2 separate regions of the Rattus norvegicus genome follow, and region 2 is linked to region 1. Evidence: chromatin contacts called from public Hi-C data. All regions are on one chromosome and are shown on one strand. Each heading gives the region's core, a stretch centred on a gene start, on an enhancer-like site or on the middle of the called end of the contact. The rest is flanking DNA. Distances are from core to core; before and after follow the strand shown.

What was found. A called contact is a pair of places that touch in the nucleus more often than the background predicts.
Region 2: a Hi-C map of frontal cortex shows a contact between it and region 1, with 2.7 times the contacts expected there. The contact joins the promoter of Epha4 here to the enhancer-like site in region 1. A contact is called at or near these places in 5 of 12 Hi-C or Micro-C datasets (the A7r5 cell line, Schwann cells, frontal cortex and 2 more).

Annotation. Positions count from the first base shown.
Region 1 is chr9:86,304,603-86,307,734 of GRCr8, forward strand. All of the region lies in intron 5 of Epha4 (Eph receptor A4), which reads right to left. Among named protein-coding and RNA genes, the nearest start is that of Epha4, 100 kb to the right of the region's middle. Within about 2 kb of position 1,714, at least 11 of the 93 cell types and tissues checked have an H3K27ac peak or open chromatin away from gene starts, as enhancers often do. A contact at or near this core is called in the A7r5 cell line, Schwann cells and prefrontal cortex, where this site is marked.
Region 2 is chr9:86,405,097-86,408,228 of GRCr8, forward strand. It overlaps Epha4 (Eph receptor A4), which reads right to left and starts at 1,601. Exons shown (of 18, transcript NM_001162411.1): 1 at 1,455-1,601. The coding sequence starts at 1,545.

The DNA of each region.
Region 1 (3,132 bases), core at 464-2,963:
GCAAAATCAGCCCTTCCAAGTCTAGAAGCCTGAATGAGCAGATGTCAAGGGTACATGGTCATTGTTTGGCCTGAAGATGACTTGGCCACAGCGCGGCGGCTAATTCCTTCCTCCTGCCCTGGAATCTGAATTTAAATACTTCAGGGCTCTCTTCCTAATAGGAAAACTGAATGCACAGTTTATAAATACCTCTGCTTTATTCAAACAGCATATTTAAATTTAATTACTTGCCGTTTTAAGGTGGGTTTTGTTCAGTCTTTCCTCTCTCAAGTCAACGCCACAGCTCTGATTTGCTTCATCTCAAAGGTTTGTGCATTTTAAAATGTTGTCAAGCACCAAAATGAAGTGCTTCGGAGCACTAATGATATCCTGGTGATTAAAGGTTTTACACCACAGAGAAGCTAAGAATGCTGGTGCTAACAGTCATGGCTTCCTTCCACATTCAAGGAGAGAGAAGAATTTCTCATGGACTCAGTAAGTATGTATGGCACAAGGACCTAACTCCTGAGCACCTCGGAGAGGCTACACACTCTGTTTTGTGTTTTTGTTTTGTTTTGTTTTGCTATTATTCTTATAGTATTTATCTACACTATTATTCTTATGGTATTTAAAAGCTTCAGACACACATGTTTGTAGCACATTCGATCAGTTAGATTACTTTTGCTATCCGCCCTCCCCCATCAAGTAAATTCCTTTAAAAACTCAAACGCAACTGCCCCAGGATCCCTGTGTGAGAACCTTACCCTAAGCCCTACAGCTCTTCCTTAAGTTGTTAAATTACGGCATCCCGTGAGCACGGTATCCTTTTGAGACAAAGCAGCTGGGCTTGGTGGTACACATCTGTAATCCAGCGGGCGGAGGCAAGAAGGTGATCCTGATTTCAGAACCATGCTGGGCTTAATAGTTTAAGATCAGACTGAGTTACAATGTGAGGCCTTGCCTCAAAAAAAAACTAAACAAAGGAAACAAACAGACAAAACCCCACAACAACCACCCCAAATTGGAGGGGAGAAAAAAAAAAGACAAACTAAACAAAAGGTACAGAAAACCAAAAGTTGTATCATCTGCTGTTTGTCACATTGACAAAAAACACACAGCTTGATTTTCAGCCAAAATCTTCAGAAGAGTCTGAATTAAATGACATCTATTTACATTTAAATACGGATGGATCCATATGGATTAATTTTAAAACTTTGAAACACAGGACGATTGCATCTTTCCCAGACAGTGATTTTTTTTAGAGGGAAGTGCAGCATGTATTTTCAACAAATACTACAACGCAGGCAGGGCATGCGAATGTTTACTGAAGGGTACGGCTGGGCTGTCACCCGGTCTTTATTTTTGGCTTAATGTGGAATCAAAGCTTTAATACAGTTGCCTTTCCTCCCACCCCCACTGCCAAGAGGTAGACAGCAAATTATTTTCAACTCTTTACGGAAAGTCATCTATAAAACTTGGAACAATAGGATGTGATGTTTTTAACTTTCGTTTAAAGGGCTTGTGTGCTGCGGTGGGAGGTAGCAGGACCCTCTCCATTTACTTACTGTCCAGAGATGTGAGTTCCCTTTATCCTAATAGCTGTTTCAAAGATGGAGCTGCCCAGCCAAAAAAACCACATTCCTAGACTCCCTTTGTATCCAATGACGATCATATGACTGAGTCTGGGACTATGGAATTTGGTTGAAGTAATTACTTATTTTCTAGACTCGCTCATGAATATCCCCCTTGTGACTCTCCATTCTCTCTCATCTGTAATCTGCCAACTGGAGGTTGATGCCAACCTCGGCCTCTCCTGGAGGCCCTGATGCCAGCTCTCCCCACCAACTGAATGTGACTTCAGCAAGAAATTATGTTTCATTGCAGTAACCCACTTGTGGGTGTTGAGGGCTACAGCAGGTGCCCATTGGAGCAAAGTGGGGCCATTTAGCCGGAAAAAAAAAAAAGACATTTTCATAACAATGAACTCAAATGAAGTGTAGTGTACTGTGGCCAACTAAAGATTGATCTGTGGTCTGAAGTTGCCAGAATGGTGTCCAGGTTCCTTCCAGTTCCTGGCTATGGATGACGGACAGATCCCCACTCATTTGTGAAGAACTGGAGCATGTTACCCTGAGGTGAGCAGGGCCAGAGGCAGAAGTTGAGGCTCTGCGGGGACACATGAGCCTTCTTCCAACAGTAGGCTCGGCAAAGTAAGCTCATCAAAATGACAAAATACTGGGCCAAGGGATTTGGCTGAGCCTGTATCCATATGAGATAGAGAGGAGAGTAGGGTTGGGTTAGCTTTTCTCTTCAGAAATAGAGATAATTTCGTCTCTGTTGCATAATTAGCAGCACACAGTTGAAGATGTGGATCCATGTGGGTCAGAGCTGGTCACAGAAATGAGAAGGGAGCTGTCCACCCTCACTGTACACACACACACACACACACACACACACACACACACACACACACACACACACACGCAGCACCCTTCTACTCTTAACTACTCCTTGTAGTAGCTATAATTATCACTCTTGTGTTTCAAATTCAGGAATTTCAGCATAGAGAAATTAAATAATTTGACCAAAGCTATAAGAGTTAAAAATCCAAGTACACCTGACTCAAAGGATCTTTTCTCCACACCACATGTCTGTAGTGACACACACACACACGATGAACCCACATTAGGCAGCAGTGATGTACCAAGCCTTATTCAAAATCTCTTGTAGGAATTAATTCCCACCAACTTCCTGAAGCAAGCACTATTATTATCCCATCTTATAGATGAGGAGACAAAGTAGTGTAGCTTCCTTAAGATAATTCTGTAACTGGTGAATTTCAGAGCCATATGCTAGCACCCACTTCTCACCCACTGGTCTATAGAAAGCTGCACATCTTCTTTCTTTCTGTTAGGATTTGAATGGGAACTGTACCCCCACAGGCTCATGGGAACATTTGCTCCCCAGTGGTGGTACCAATTTGGGAGTGTTATAGAAACTTTATTATGGAGGCCAAGCTAGCAGAAGTGGGTTTCTGGGGGCAGGTCTTGAAGGTAGCCCTGGCCGTCCTGAAACTCACTCTGTGGACCAGTCTGGCCTGAAACTCAGAGATCCACCTGCCTCTGCCTCCAAAGCTCTGGGATTAAAGGCAGT
Region 2 (3,132 bases), core at 351-2,850, 100 kb after region 1:
TGCTAAACCGAAGCCACAAACCCTGAAATGAGAAGACGGAGTAGGGGAGAGACTACTCTTCTACCCCCACTTTCCCCTCCTCCACCCCTGCAGTGCCTATGGGCAGGTGTATGACAGTGTCCAAACCTCTGCCCGGAGAGCTCCGGGTACCCTCTGCCTAGCCAAGCCTAAGTTGGTTTTTGGCTCCCTCCTTCGGAACAGAAAAAATGATAGTGGATTGCACAGAAATAGCTAGATGGACTGATGCCTGGGGAGACGGAGGATGGATGGATGGATGGATGGATGGATGGATGGATGGATGGATGGATGGAGTGGGAAGAATCGATAAGACAGATGCACAGCTAATGCGTATAGGTTGGAACACGAACAGAGGCCCGGGCCCACGTTCACACCCTGCGCACTCGCTTACCCGGCACAAATAGTCCAGGTTCATGCAGACACCCGCACCAGGCACACATTTACCCTCAAACACACACACACACACACACACACACACACACACACACACACACACACACACAGGAGGAGGAAGAGAGACAGAGACAGACAAAACAGAGAATGCTCTCTTCCCTCTAGGCCCATTAGAAACTAAATGGTCACCACCTCTCCCCTCACCTCGGACAGAAAAACAATCCTTCCAGCACGTCTCAATAGATAAACAGAAAACAGCACCAAGAAAGAGCGGGTCCGGTGGGTCATGCCAGTCCTTACAGACTAGTTCACACCATTCCAGAGAGAGAAGCTTAAAGTAGGGTATGTTTAACTCGCTGACTGCTCCTCTAGGTTTGCTGGATGATCTAAGGATCTGGGGTAGGGGAGAGGTAGGCCTGCGATTGCAACCTCTAGGTTGCGCGGCCCGATGGAGAAAAAGGTGTCTGAGGCCCGGTGCTAGAAATCAGGTCACCGGCGCCCGCAAGCGGCGCCACCACCGCTGCGCTGCGGAGACCAGGCAGCCAGGTCCCGGGAAGCGCAGCGCTGGGAAAACTTTGCAGAAACCCGGGCTCGCAAGGCTTGGACAAGAGGCCGGGCGCGCTAAGCCTTCACTGCTCATCTGCATTTCCCTTCTCGCTGGTGCTGCTGATGAAGAGGACTTTGTTCACACGTTATTTTTGTTTTGTTTTGTTTTGTTTTAAATCCTGGTGTATCCCCCTGGGGGCTCCTGAAGCCGGCCCTGCAGGCGGATGCTGATAAACTTTGGCCTTTCACTACAAACTTGGGCAGAGTGGCAGCTTGCATCGGTCACCCCTCTCAGTTCAGACTGCCCGATCTTCCTCGTTCCCCACTTAAGAGGATCCCCTCTGTCCCGCACCCTTCTCCGGAGTGGGAACGCGAGGCTCACGCCGCGCTCTCCCCCCCCCCGCCCCCCATCCTAACTGGTTCTGAGCTCCCGAACCATTCATCAGTGAATCACCCTCTCCGGGTCCCGGATCGCGTAAGGGCTGCCCGGCTCTTACCTTCATTCGCCGGGTATACCCTAGAACCGGTGACAGCGTCGCAAATTCCAAAGAGAAACGAAAAGAGGATGAAATAGAAAATCCCAGCCATGGTTCGCCGGTGCCAACGCTGCTCCTACCGCTTCTATCCCAGTGGAATAAATGCTTAAGTTAGGAGTGCAGCAGTCTGAAGACATTGCCAAGAGGGTGGGCCCGGCCCGTGACGTACACCCGCCAGTCCGGAGCTTGCGACCAATGGCAGAGCAGAACCGGCGCCACATCTCCACCCCCACTGTGCAGAGCCCACCCCCTGAGGTCCCGCCCCCTCCAGCCTCCGCAGGGCTCAAGGTCTCCGGAGGCTGGCTCCGTAGCTGTGATAGGTCTGTTCTCCCACCGGAGCTCCGGAACCTTGTCTCGATCCTCGGGGATCGATCCCTTGGACGGCAGAGGGAACTTCGAGAGACTCCGACAGGACGGCGGGGAAGGCCAGAAAATGATGGCAGTCCTCGCCGGACCCCAAATCCGGAGCTGGGCGAGGGAGAAAAGACTCCTGTTGAGATGAAATAAGTCTGAGGTTGACCTGCACCTTGGCTCTTGCCCCATGCTGAGGTCGTCGGGTCGCTGTACTGCCCACCCCAGCTCAGGTCTGGCGCTCTCTGCTGCACGCAGACACCCTCATTGCCCGGTTTTGTGTCTTTATGGCGCTCCGCCGTGGGAAATGCTTTGGGCTGGGGGACTTTCGTAGCTTGATTATTTCTTTCCTTCTTAGTTACCCAGCCAAGGAGTCCCAGTCCTCTCCAATGTCTCCCCAACGTAGCCACTTGTCCCCAATCTTTCTATCGCCGGGAAGTGACCCCTGGTCCGGGTGTTCACGTCGACTGACCCACTACCGGACTGCGAAGGGTGAAATCACCTCGCGACAGACCTAGCTGCCGGGAATTCACTGTGCGCTTTCCAGGGAGAGTCCCTGCAACCACGTCTAGCCATTCCGGGACACAAAGGTGTAGAAGGGAAGGGTGTACGAATGAGAACACCTGCTGCACAGAATGGGCACACGGAGGGTCGCAAGCTGCCTGGAGCAGCTAATGTGGCTCTGAGCTCCTACGTCTCCCCGGTGCTGATGGGTACAGTCTCTCAGGAGACCAAGATGAGAGGCTGTACCCGCAGAAACTTGTACCACAACCCCGCGTTGTTCTGGATGCCAACCATCGACTTCCCAGGGACGCACACACCATCAGGTCACAGTCGGTCCCTCCGATGCTCAGGCCACCGGGGAAGCCAGTTGAGCGCCGACCGCAGATATCAGCTCAGCTAGCTACCTGGGGAAACTGGGTGGCTGTTCCCCAGGCGTTTAAAGGGGTGGGATTCCAGAAGACCCACCTTCCGTGCTCCCCTCAAGCCGCCCCTCTTTTGGATCCCTCCCGGGCCAGATTTCCCTTCTCCAAGTCTGAGTCTCAGCCTGAGATCTAAGGCTTAGAGTGGAGGCACTTTGCAAACAGCGAGGGCAGAGGCTCTACGTGAGCCAACTGCGCCACCTGCCGGCCAGATGTGGCAGCGCGCGGGTCCCGAGCAAGGCAGACGGGACAAAGACCTCAGCCAGCCAGCCAGGTTGTCCAAGCCGAGCTACTAATTTATTTATAGAATTGGCCATGTCTTCCCACACTACAGTGCGGAGAGTCCTATCTCACTTCCCTCCACC